Linked DNA regions of Mus musculus: region 2 is linked to region 1. A link is a contact called in public Hi-C data. All regions are on one chromosome and are shown on one strand. Each heading gives the region's core, a stretch centred on a gene start, on an enhancer-like site or on the middle of the called end of the contact. The rest is flanking DNA. Distances are from core to core; before and after follow the strand shown.

Region 1 (6,604 bases), core at 1,511-4,010:
CATCCATTTTGTACATGGTAAATCTTTATTTCTAGGTAACTATCATATCCAGTTTTCTAAAAAATAGCTGTACATTCATATTATAGTGTATGAATTGATATTAATACAAAGCCAATTAATTAGGGCTCAGTGTGCATAGGAATTACTTGGACACAGAAAAGGCTGCTGTTCCTAAATTGAAACCAGTAGGCTGATGGTGTTACTACGTTTCTTGCTTTTCTTGCTTGGAAAGCTTCAACCCATGTTTGAGTACCTGTTTTAATTGACAGGGGTTGATCATTATATCTTGGCGTGTTTCAGGATGTGTCACCCAAATTTCTTTAGATGCCCAAGTATTAGAATAGTGGTTCTGAACTATGACTACCTCTTAGGGGCACTTACAGAAGTGGGTTGGTTATAAATGCTAAGCTTTGGAGTTTTTGACTTAATTATACTTACACAAGCCCTTTGCAAAGAAGCACAGGTGTTCTTGTTTAGTTCTTGTTTCTTTGACACAAACTAGAGTCACCTGGGAAGAGAGAATCTCAATTGAGAAAGTGCCTCCAGATTGGTCTGTTGAGCATGCCAATATAGCATTTTCTTAATTTATAGCTGACATGTAAGGGTTCAACCCTCTGTCTAGCTTGCCACTTTAGGCAAGTGGGTAGCTCTGGGTTGATTAAGAGAGCAGACCCAGAAATCTGTGAGTAGGAAGCCAGTAAGCAGCATTATTCTATTGCCTCCAGGTTGTTGATTGACTTACTGTCCTGGCTTTCCTCAATGACAGAGAGTTAAAGACATGGAATTATAAGCCAAATAAACCTGCTTTTTCTGTTCAAGTTGGTTTGGTTTAGTCAATGTTTTGTCACAGAAACAGAAGGTACATAAAGGCACCTGATTATTCTATAGTGTGTTTATGATAGGAAACTACTAAATGGAGGATTTTGGAACAAATGCAATATTTTGTTTACGGTACATTAAAAGAAGTTTCTAGTAGATTATATGACCACAAATATATTTAGTTACTAGTTATCTCTAAGAACAGCACTGAATAAGGTTAGGATGGGATGACACAATTTTGTTCGAAGGTTTCAGCTATCAATCTTCTTCTAAGATATGATATTGCTGTGTCCATCTTAAATGATGACTTCCCAATTTCTCCTGATAGAACACACAGTGAGTCACTAGCTTTTAAAATGAACCATAGTCCTGTGTGGACATACACCCGTTTTTAAAAATTCATCATCTGTATCAACATTTATGGAAGTGCATCAAAATACTCTGAATAGTAGATGACATCAATAATAACATGAAGATCATCCGTATTGAATTCATGGTGGGGAAATGAACAGATGATGAAAAGTGATTGGGAAGTGCAGTCAGTGATGGCTTCCTGGAAGTACTGGTTTGTTCTAGATTCAGAAGAATTGAAATTCAACAACTGGGGCTCTGTGCAAATCAATGTTATCCAAAACATGTGTATAAGTCCCAACCATCAGTGAAGACATTGGTGAGCTCATTTTAAAGTAGTGTTTCTTTTAGACTCCATGGAAGACTGCATTGAGAGCCTAGGAGATGGGTGGGATTATTTCATACTCAAGGGTCGGGCAGTGTTTCATGAGTGACAGGTTTCTGCTCTTGAGGTGCTGAGGGACTTGAATGACTTTATTGTAATCCATGAGATACTGTTGATGTGAGCAGCAAAAGAACAAAACATTTTCTCGAACGTCCAGGGATGGAATTTACAAAATGAAGGAAAGTTAGGATATTTCAGACGCGAGAATAGGCAACTAAGTCAAATCATCAAGATAGTAGAAAAGGGGTCAGTGAGGAAACAGGAACAAAAGATCTTAGCCAGATTCACAATGAACTTGGGTTCTGATATCCATCCCCCAGGTAACAAGTTTCCCAGCCAGTGGACTACGTTTGTAATTGAAACAGTATCAGAGCTGTTAATAGCTGACCTCAGTTACACACTTGATTGAGTTAACAGAACCCCCTTCTGCAATAAGATGGAAGGATATAAACTAGTCATTAGAAGTCACCAAGAGCAGGGGTAAAGCTTGCACAAAATCCCTTCTTTTAAGGCCGGGACCTTACCTTACAGTGCATCTGCAGGCTCCCCAAGAACAGCAAGTAGCTTCCCTGTGGCTACTTAACTGCACAGGTGATTAACTTAATGCAGGATTTTGACGACTGAGGCTGTTTTGTTTGTTTTGTTTTATTGTCCTTAACATTTTTAGATATATATTTGAATGTCAAGACTGTCTGTTTTCTAACAGTATATCAAAATTCTTTCTGCATTTTGATTGCCTTAAAAACACCAGAGACCGAAAGGGGGGGGGGGGGAGCAACCCACTGTTTAAAGGTAATTAGCACGTTCTCCGCTTTTTATAACTTTATAATTGAAATCTCATTAAAAGCTTTCTAGGTCTTCTTTTCCCTAAGTGACTAGGTGTCCCTAATTTGTTCTTAGCCAATGTGACTAATTCCAGACGACGCCTAGAAAAAAGTCCGGTACCTGTTGGGGGATAGCAAGGTTAAATAAGTGGGGTGGCTTTTTAGGTTGTTTTTATAACCTACGGGGAAAAACAAAAACATCCAAAAAAAAAAAAAAAACCGTCAAGGCAGGTGGGGGACTTCACTGCCTTCTCTTTGAGTCCTGCCTTTCTCAGTCCGGGTGAAGATTCCCAGGGAATTGAGAGCGCGGTTTTGTTTCTCCCTTGTATTGCAGATAGGGGGAGGAGGTGGTTATTAGAAGCTCTTCCTCTCTCGGTTCCCCTCTCCGCCTGACAGCACCGCTCTCTTGCGGACTCGCTTCTCCTAGGTGATCCATTTCTAGGCAACGTGGGGCTGCAGCGGAGCTTGCCAGGCTGCTGTTGGCTTCCCGCATCCCGCCAGGCGAGCGGCTCGGGAGCATCCTGCAGCCGCGGCTCCGCGCGCCGGCCTGGCCCGCTGCTCGCTCCCGCCGGACTCCCCCGCCACCGCGCCCGCCGCGCCAGCTCCGGGGCCCGTCTCGCGCCGAAGGGGAGTATTCTCTGCATTACTAGCTGCATTACCTTCAAGTTCACTTTTGCCACCCCTCCCGAAGCGGACCTCCCCCTCCCCGCTGGAATCTGGCGACTCCGATCGCATCTTCATCCTCGCTGGTGGCACTGAGAGCTGGCCGCGAGGCGCCACGACCGCGCACGGCCCCGGGTGGAGGGGCTCGGCGGCGGGGGAGGGCGCGGGCACATCCGGCGCGGGGGTGCCCAAGTTGCGGCGGAGCTGGGACCCGCCACCGCGGCCCCCGTGCGGCCACGGCCACCGTCTGAGCGCCAGCCTCGCCCCCCGTCCGAGAGCAGCCAAGGCTGGATACATTTTTTAAAAAGCCCAACTGCAAACAACTCTGGCAATGCCAAAATTCCCCTCCGAGTGACAGGGCTTGGGAGGAGGCTGCCTCTGGCTGTGCTAGCTCTCGGGTCGCCCGTGCCTCTTCTGTGACCAGAAAAGATTGTGCTGTAAAGAGGGATTTGGAAATTAGGGGGAAAGCTGCACTCAACTCTATCCTGACCTCAAACTCTGTGGACCGCTTAAGAGAATATCTACGTCTTGGAAGCAAAGTCGTGGTCAAGGAGGATCGGCATCGGAGGATGGAAGTTTTCCCCTTGCTCTTGTTTCTGTCCTTCTGTTGGTCTCGAACCTGGGACCTGGCGACCGCTGATTCTATCATCCACATCGGTAAGACAGGGCTTCTGTGGCTTGTGGCGACTTTCCCTAACGTTTCCTTGGCTGTGATCTCTGCTTCCCCACCCCCTCGAGCCTCCGGCTGCTGCCAGAGTGGCCTAGGTTCGCTCCCCTCGGTGCCCGCGCTCTCACGGGCTCAGCTTTCCCTAAGCAGTGACTGAGCCTCGCGGCGCGGAGTGAGGCCGTGTGTGGAGTGCGGGCCGGGCACTAGAGGCTCACGCCTGCCTCCGCGCAGGAGTGTGGGGAGTGTGGGGACTCCGGGTGTGGGGAGAAGGAAGTTTGATTGACTCTATCTTCTCGATTTTTCCCGGATGTACATTTGAGCCATTAAAAAAAAATCATAGGGGGTAAGGCTGGCAGTGGCATCCGCGGGGGAGAGATGCGGGCTGGGGCCGGGGGCGCTCCCCGCGGCTCGAACAGGTGGTTTTGCATCCTGAGCGGCCGAGTCCGCTGCGGCGATCGATGCGGACTCCCAAGCTCGCCGTCCTCTGCGGTTCCCGCGACTCGGAGGCTGGAGAGGATGGCGGGGCACTCGCTCCCAGTCCGGGGCGTGGGAGACGCCAATGCCGGCGCAGGCCGCTCCGGTGCCCGGCACAGACACGGTGGCCTCTGACAGCCATCTCCAGAGCTGCTCCCGGGCGAGCTGAGTCCGGGCGCCCCGAGGCCCCGCGGGTCGCCAGGCTCCTGGCCCCACCTATTGGCGAGCCGAGCGTCCGGGCAACGTGGCTGGAGCGGCGGGGCTCGAGTCATTATCATGCAGGGTGCCCGCAGCGAGGGCTCCAACTCTTCTCACTTGCTAATCCCTGAGAGCTAAGTGGAGACTGGCTTTTGCAGCCTTTTTTTTTTTTTTTTTTTTTCCGCGTTAATGTGATGATTTCCTTTTCGGCAATTCGCCCCCTGGGCAAGCAAGGTTCATTTGCTGGGCTGCAGTGAGGCCCCTCTGGAGGATTTTTTTTTTTTTTCTTTTTTGGGTACAGGAGTTTTATCAGTACAAATGGTTTCCTGTTCTGCAAATCCTGGCGACAGATGGGTCACAGCTTCTTTGCCCTTCTACCGTGGCGCGCGCGCGCGCGCGTACACACACACACACACACACACACACACACACACACACGTGGCAGGTGAAGCAGCTGCAGGTGGTAGTTACTTCCAAGCAAGGGGCTTCTGTCTGGTGTGTTTGTGCCTGTGGTGGACAGATCTTCAGCTCCAGGGGGCTCCCTCTTTTGGTATTATAGGCTGTCTTTGTAAACATGTCTGCCATTCTCTATCATTTATTTCAATGGGACTATATGTCTCTGTGCAAGGGGTAATGAGGTCACAATTCAGAAAGCCTTGCCCTTGTGCATTAAGAAAATGAAGCATTACATAGCTGGCCTTCTGGATCCCGTTTTGCCTGGGGCTTACAGTGCCTGTAGGTTCAGAACTTTTCAGGAAGAAATCTCATTGAAGGGTTCAGTAACGCTCTGATAAGAGTTTGGAAATGAACCATGCTTTTCGTAAAGACATGACATGAATTTATGTCCAGTTGTAAGTGAGTAGAGCAGGACCGGGGGTGGGATTGCTATGCCTTTCTTTATATTCATTTGATGACTGGGGGTTTCTCACTTATGTTTGCCACTCCCCCCACGGGGGTACTTGTAGATAAGTGTTTGTTTTATTGCTTATTCTGTGCTCCACATGTTAAGTACATAATTTACAAACATGTATAAATCTTCTTATTCTTCACGAGAGGAATACTATTTTACAGGGCACTCCAGGCATCTGGTTCAGAATAGAAAATAACTATCATATATTGCCAACTGTTGTCTCTCAAAGTGACAGGGCTTACTTGTTTATAACTAGATTCTTAAAAAGTAACTGTACAGCAATTAGGCAGAAATCTAGCTGTGCGCATCAACAGTGTACAGCCAACTAAAAGAAACACCTCTTTCTCAATTAATTTGGCTTGAATGAAGTTAATGCATTAGACAAGGGAATTGGCTTCTTTTATAGACTACCCTAATATTGCAGTGAAGCTAACAGGGTTTTAAAAGCTTCATACCTCTTATAATGTACTGAAAATTGGCTATGTTCTGTGTACCTCAGAGGTTAAATGCCCCCTTTCCTGAATATTTAGCAAAAGTATGATACATTCAAAGCTGGTACATCTGTATTAGACTTGTATGCCAGCAGTTAGCATGCACTGGGTCAGCTTGCTTACTTTGTTGGTGAGGAAAAGGAATTTTTTAGGTGTTTTTTAGATGAAATGTAAGAAATACGAACATGGGGAATGCATTAGCTCCAGCCTAAAGGGTTGAAAATGACCCCACTGGCCAGGCATATTTCATGTAAAGAAATATAAAGATACATGCAGAATTGAAAGTGGTTGTGATAGATTGTTCAGGCATACTGGAAAGGTAAAAAGTCAGACAGACATTGCTCTAGTAAGTTCTAGTAAATACTGGAGTTTTTTGAAATTGAACATGGTATGTGTATGAATTTCTTGTCTCTCTGGTTTACTTCATGTAGGTAGTTTAATAGGGAAAATTGCATATTAAGTTTTAATATTTTGTCAAATAAATTAGTTTATTATCATCATGACATACATTTTAATGGTTGAACCACAATGATTGAGGTAAAAATATATTTTCTACTCAAAATACATAACATTATAATTGCTTGAATTTTCTGGTAAGCATATTTTAGAGACATGTATTAGTTGCATGTATTTATATGCTAAATACACATACCCATATATACATAGTACTTAATGTTGAATCACCTCCCTTGCCCTGGTGAAAGAAAGGTCTTTGACATATAAAAACTATGCAAGTTTGAATTATGCTTCTACTTTGGGCCTGTGCATTGATTGAGTAATTTCATCAGACCCACATTACTTGATTGCTTAGAAGTTTCCTAA
Region 2 (6,604 bases), core at 2,934-5,433, 820 kb after region 1:
CCAGAGCAATTCGACAACAAAAGGAGATCAAGGGGATACAAATTGGAAAAGAGGAAGTCAAAATATCACTTTTTGCAGATGATATGATAGTATATATAAGTGACCCTAAAAATTCTACCAGAGAACTCCTAAACCTGATAAACAGCTTCGGTGAAGTAGCTGGATATAAAATAAACTCAAACAAGTCAATGGCCTTTCTCTATACAAAGAATAAACAGGCTGAGAAAGAAATTAGGGAAACAACACCCTTCTCAATAGTCACAAATAATATAAAATATCTTGGCGTGACTCTAACTAAGGAGTGAAAGATCTGTATGATAAAAACTTCAAATCTCTGAAGAAAGAAATTAAGGAAGATCTCAGAAGATGGAAAGATCTCCCATGCTCATGGATAGGCAGGATCAACATTGTAAAAATGGCTATCTTGCCAACAGCAATCTACAGATTCAATGCAATCCCCATCAAAATTCCAACTCAATTCTTCAACGAATTGGAAGGAGCAATTTGCAAATTTGTCTGGAATAACAAAAAACCTAGGATAGCAAAAAGTCTTCTCAAGGATAAAAGAACTTCTGGCGGAATCACCATGCCAGACCTAAAGCTTTACTACAGAGCAATTGTGATAAAAACTGCATGGTACTGGTATAGAGACAGACAAGTAGACCAATGGAATAGAATTGAAAACCCAGAAATGAACCCACACACCTATGGACACTTGATCTTCGACAAGGGAGCTAAAACCATCCAGTGGAAGAAAGACAGCATTTTCAACAATTGGTGCTGGCACAACTGGTTGTTATCATGTAGAAGAATGCGAATCGATCCATACTTATCTCCTTGTACTAAGGTCAAATCTAAGTGGATCAAGGAACTTCACATAAAACCAGAGACACTGAAACTTATAGAGGAGAAAGTGGGGAAAAGCCTTGAAGATATGGGCACAGGGGAAAAATTCCTGAACAGATCAGCAATGGCTTGTGCTGTAAGATCGAGAATTGACAAATGGGACCTAATGAAACTCCAAAGTTTCTGCAAGGCAAAAGACACCGTCAATAAGACAAAAAGACCACCAACAGATTGGGAAAGGATCTTTACCTATCCTAAATCAGATAGGGGACTAATATCCAACATATATAAAGAACTCAAGAAGGTGGACTTCAGAAAATCAAATAACCCCATTAAAAAATGGGGCTCAGAACTGAACAAAGAATTCTCACCTGAGGAATACCGAATGGCAGAGAAGCACCTGAAAAAATGTTCAACATCCTTAATCATCAGGGAAATGCAAATCAAAACAACCCTGAGATTCCACCTCACACCAGTCAGAATGGCTAAGATCAAAAATTCAGGTGACAGCAGATGCTGGCGTGGATGTGGAGAAAGAGGAACACTCCTCCATTGTTGGTGGGAGTGCAGGCTTGTACAACATGGAAATGTAAATGAGCTAAATACCTAATAAAAAATGGAAAAAAAATCTGTTTGCATCAAAAGAAGTATCAGGAAATATAAACAACACTTAGGAACACCAATGACTGACATTTGTGGAAAACAGAGAGCATCAAAATCCATTTGCTTAACAATGTAACCGTTGTTTTGAATAACCACACAACAAGCACTTTCTCTCTGTGTCCCCACCCACACTCAGGGGAAGGAAGGGGGTCCTGCAGACACACAACCCCACCTTTTGTCCTCAAATCTACAAATAAAAGAGATCAAAAAGAGGTTATTTTGGGGGAAAATTGTTTGTTTCATATTAGCTTACCTCTTATGTCTGATAGAATTATACTAAATATTTACTATATGAAAATGAGAAGTGACAAACTTTTTATATGGAAAGATTTACATAATTGAGAGAATGTGTTCAGAGCTCTTGAATTTAAAGTATTCCACTACAAGCAGAGATCTTGGTACTCAGCCCTTCCCAGGTTTAAAGCTTTATTTCACTCTAGTTAGAGAAAGCAGCTAAATCTCTGCAATAAATTCTCACTGGGTTCTCACTGCCTGGCAGTTCAGGAGTAGAAAGCTCTTTAGGAAAAGAAGCCCACTCAGCTCAGGTCTGTGAGGCAAAGCAGGTGATGAGGGGGACCACAAATAGATTTTTATCTCAGCATTCTGGAGTGCCCAGCTGAAAGCAATGCTTATGAATGCAAGTATGCAAATAGGGCTCAGGTGTGCACCAAGGCTAGAAATTGAATTCTAACATAGAGTGGACTTATGTGCTGAGGGATGAGGAACTACAGACCTGCCAGTGTGCTCCTAGCCATTGCCTTTTAAATGCATTAAGAAAGGGGGAAAAGGTTTGGAGACCATTGAAGACAAATTTCATAAATCTTAAATTGGATATCAAAAAGCAAATAACCCTGGATTAGCTGAAGTTGTATCATAAGTAACAGTGACAGGGTGAGCACTGGAGTTTGGGGAAGCAGCCTTTCCTGCATGCTGAAGCTTTGTTAGCTTGGGTACAATGGAGAGAAAAGCGAAGGCTCCCCAGTTTTTCCAAGAAAACCTGTCTTTCCAGTGTTAGGTTGTTAGGAGGGTTAAGACCATGAATGCAATTTAGAGGGACAAAGCTGGCCTTGTACAAACAAAACTCATTACAGAATGTAAATCAGTGGATTAGAAAACACAAGGGTTTGAAGTTTGTTATTATTATTTATTATTTTTTGACACAGGTTTTTTTTTTTCTATGTAGCCCTGGCTATCCTGGAACTCACTCTATGGACTAAACTTTCCTTGACCACACAGAGATCCACTGCCTTTGTCTCCCAAGTCTTGGGATTAAAGGCTTATACAACCATACCCAGTCTTGCTTTGAAGATTTGAAGGTTATACATCCATGCTTAAACTAGGCTTGCTAAGTAATTGCCCAGAGCAATCAGTGAACTAGCAGATATGATCAGAATGCCACTCATGGAATTTAGAAAGAAAAATGGAAAATGTGGGAGGCAGAATCAAAGCCCCAGAGATTGATTTACTATTACAATCTTCAAGACAAAAGGGAGCAGTTCTTTTAAGATTAGTATAATAAATGATAGTAGTGTGCAATACTACACATATTTGTATAAGTTGTAAAATATGTTAGTAAGTTTTTGATTACTTCATATAAGAAAACAGAGCTTTTTTTTTAATAACAAGCAAAGACAAACTAAACTATTTTCAAATAGTTTTTTTTAATCTGTTTACTATTTTTGGAGGACTAACAGTGTTATGCATTACAAACTGAGTTTATATAATATTTGGCAATTTTTTTCAGAACTCCTACAGAAAGACATTGAAAAGTCCAGCAAGGTAGATACCACTCAGACATTCTCAATCCGAAGGATAAATGTCAATACATTCTGTCAATAGGAAAGTGTTCAAATACTAAAAATGTTATTATATATTTACTTTAAAATTATAACATTAGATATTTTTATAAAACTAAATTATTTCAAATAATTTGTAAACCAAACTCTTTTTCTCTAAGTCATTGAGTAAAACTGAATCACCTATAAATGTCAATCAAATCTCTAAGGATTTGCTACACCTAGAATACACTTTAACTTTATTCTGTGGCACCGAATACATTCTGATGTGTACTGCTTGCCACCAGCTACTCTTTTAAGGTCAGTTTGAGAAGTACAGAGCCAGAATCTTCCACCGTGCCTAGATAAATATCCTCTGTCCTCCAATTTAATTCTTCATGTGTCAATCTCCACTTGATCAAAATTGTAAAGGACATGAACCTATGAGGGAAAAGATTATGTAGCATTACACAATCAAGGTCAGAACTGTTAGTATTGACTTGTAATAATCCTTAAGGTTGAAATTCCACAGAAATCAAGTAATTCCACAGTCAATTACGTAAAATCTAGGTGGAAGAGCCTTGGCCTGACAGCTGCTCAAAAACGTTACTTTGAAGGCAAATTCAATATGATCACAGTGCAAGTCAAATCTGCTGTGAACCACTTTAATACAGTCTTGGACTCTGTGTCAAAAGCACTTTGCCAAGATCAAGAGAGAGACGGTCTCCCACTCCAATCTCCTAGTCAGCTCACATCTGCATTAATGTGTCGGTTCTAGTTACTAAACTTTTTATGGAAAGGAGAAACAGGAGACATACAAAGGAAGAGGTCTAGTGTGGCAGGCAACCTAGAAACTGTACCCAGCAGTGATCAGCAGAAGGACAGAGAGTATTTCAGGGAAAGTGACAGATGGTTTCTGGAGGTTTGCTGGTGTCAGAGAACAGGTGTGATAGCAGGAACATGGATCAGTTATGGGAGATCGGATGCTGGCATGCAAGATTGTAAGACACAGGATTGTGTTCAGATTTTCAGTCATTCGTGTGTAAGGGTTGAAAGTGTGCATAAAACTTGAAACCAACTCTTTACATCCTGAGACAGATGGCTTGGCATCACTGTGAGGGAGGAGTCAAAGACCTCATGAAGGCAGTGATCATAAGGTCACTAGATGCTGTTGAAAGGGAGATGAGCAAATGTGAACCTCAAAGGAGAATGAGAACCTGCTTGAGGAAGAAGTAACAGAGTAGAATTGACAGCTCAGAATAAGTCAGCATTGCTTTCTGACCACGCTGTTTGCAATGTGGACAAACGGAGGGAAGCAGGCAGGCATTGGAAACATCTCTCATATGTCAGGCTCAAAAAGCACTTGCTGTTACAGCGAGCACGGGTGCTCAGAAAACAGCTCTTAGGTATGAAGAAAAAGACTGTACTGTCAGGTATGGAAAAAAAAACAAAAAACAAAACAACAACAACAACAATGTCCAAATTCCTTATGTCTTAATTTTCTGTCGTAATTCAAATCACCTTTCAACTTGACGTTCTTCTCTCCACTTGTCCCACTCTTTGACTTCTTTTGGCAATTGTGTAAGCCAAGTATGTTCCAGACTATTTGGTGAGTCAAGAGAGGATTAGAAAAAGTAGGAAGAAGACAGAACACATAAAATAATAATAATAATAATAATAATAATAATAATAATAAAAGCAAGGACATGCAGCATGCATCTTCATTCAAAACTTTTAAAAGCCTTAACAGTACAATGGTTTTTCAGTGGAGGGATGAACTGAGTGTTCTTGGAGCCACAGAAAAGATGGCTGTCAAGACCTTTTGGGGAGGAGAAGTCATTGTCTTTGAGGAGTGACACAGCTACTTCTGCTTGAATAGATACCTCCATCCAATGTACTGGAAAGTGGTCCTGTTTAAACGCAGTGGATAAAAGAAGAAGCAAAATACATGAAATGGATAGGCAATTGGTAACAGTAAGGGGATGGGTGGTCAGGGTAGGAAGAGGATAAAAGAGAGTGGAAGCATTAGTGGAAACAGGTATTTAGTACATTCCTCTATGAAACTTTCATGAAATAAATTACCCTTTAAAGGACTGCCTAGGTCATCAAGCACAAAGAAGGATTATCAGAAGTATTCTCCTACTGTGTAACCTTTGAACAGAACATGACAAAGTTAGCAATTTGGAGAGAAAAGAAAGAAAGAAAGAAAGAAAGAAAGAAAGAAGGAAAGAAAGAAAGAAAGGAAGGAAGGAAGGAAGGAAGGAAGGAAGGAAGGAAGAAAGAAAGAAAGAAAGAAAGAAAGAAAGAAAGAAAGAAAGAAAGAAAGGAAGAAAGAAAGGAAGGAAGAAAGAAAACAAAGCAAGCAAACAAGCAAGCACAGGGAAGGATTCTGTCAGGTGATTGCTCACAAAGCAAAGGGAGGGTCCAAGTGTAGATAAAGGTGGAGGAAGCTAGGAAGCTAGTGTATGGACAGCCTGGGAGGCAGGTGTGAAAAGTGGTCCAGGACAGGTGGGAAGCAGGAGTGAAGAGTGGTCCAGGACAGGTGGGAAGCAGGGGTGAAGAGTAGTTCAAGAGAGGCTGAGCAGGGCACATCATTCATGTCATTTTGAGAATTCTGTTGAAAGATTTCTGTTGGTTATCAAGTATGACCAGATCGACTTTCATGTGTCTTTTCATTTTTCTATTGAATCCTTGCACTCTCTTCCTGACAAAAATTCACGGGCTACTTTTAGCTTCAGATCTCACACTTCATTCATAGTAGATTTCTTCCAGTCTAACCTAGTTTCTCCAACAGTTAGTTACCTGTGTTAGGTGATAGTAACAGTCCACCCGGATATTTCCTTATAAAAATTACTTCAGTCTTAAAGCATCCATAAGTGTCTTCAATGCCCCGTCAAAGAAATTCCCACATCTACTAGTGTGCCTCTTCTATAAATTTGCACATAAAATGATGTGTAACAATCCCAGATGATTAAAGATTCTCTGAAATGTGAAACGAAACCCACAAAGTACTGTTGGGACACTGTCTAAAGGCTGTGCATAGCATCAGACTCTAATTATCCCAGTGGCTGGATCATTGCAGCATTCTGTAATGTGTGGAGACGACGTTGTGAATTTCCTTCTTGATTAATTACAATCACTGACAATCTGCATAGCCTCTTCGTGGTTTGCAGGAAAAACTGTGAAAATGTGACCCTTGAAAACCTAAGAAAACCGGAGTGCTTCAAGGTGAAAATGAGTTTCTATCACTACCTCTCTTGCTCAGCTTTATTTTAAGTTTTCCTTCTGAGAGGCAATAAATGACATTTGGTGGCTTTTTC

What was found. Hi-C and Micro-C count contacts between places; a contact is called where the count stands out from the background.
Region 2: a contact with region 1 is called in a Hi-C map of cerebellar granule neurons, with 2.4 times the contacts expected there. The contact joins the enhancer-like site here to the promoter of Grid2 in region 1. A contact is called at or near these places in 2 of 39 promoter capture datasets (cranial neural crest and hippocampal neurons) and 1 of 484 Hi-C or Micro-C datasets (cerebellar granule neurons).

What each region holds. Positions count from the first base shown.
Region 1 is chr6:63,253,246-63,259,849 of GRCm38.p6, forward strand. It overlaps Grid2 (glutamate receptor, ionotropic, delta 2), which reads left to right and starts at 2,761. Exons shown (of 16, transcript NM_008167.3): 1 at 2,761-3,699. The coding sequence starts at 3,612.
Region 2 is chr6:64,069,333-64,075,936 of GRCm38.p6, forward strand. All of the region lies in intron 6 of Grid2 (glutamate receptor, ionotropic, delta 2), which reads left to right. Among named protein-coding and RNA genes, the nearest start is that of Gm25205, 340 kb to the right of the region's middle. Within about 2 kb of position 4,184, at least 2 of the 459 cell types and tissues checked have an H3K27ac peak or open chromatin away from gene starts, as enhancers often do. A contact at or near this core is called in cerebellar granule neurons, where this site is marked.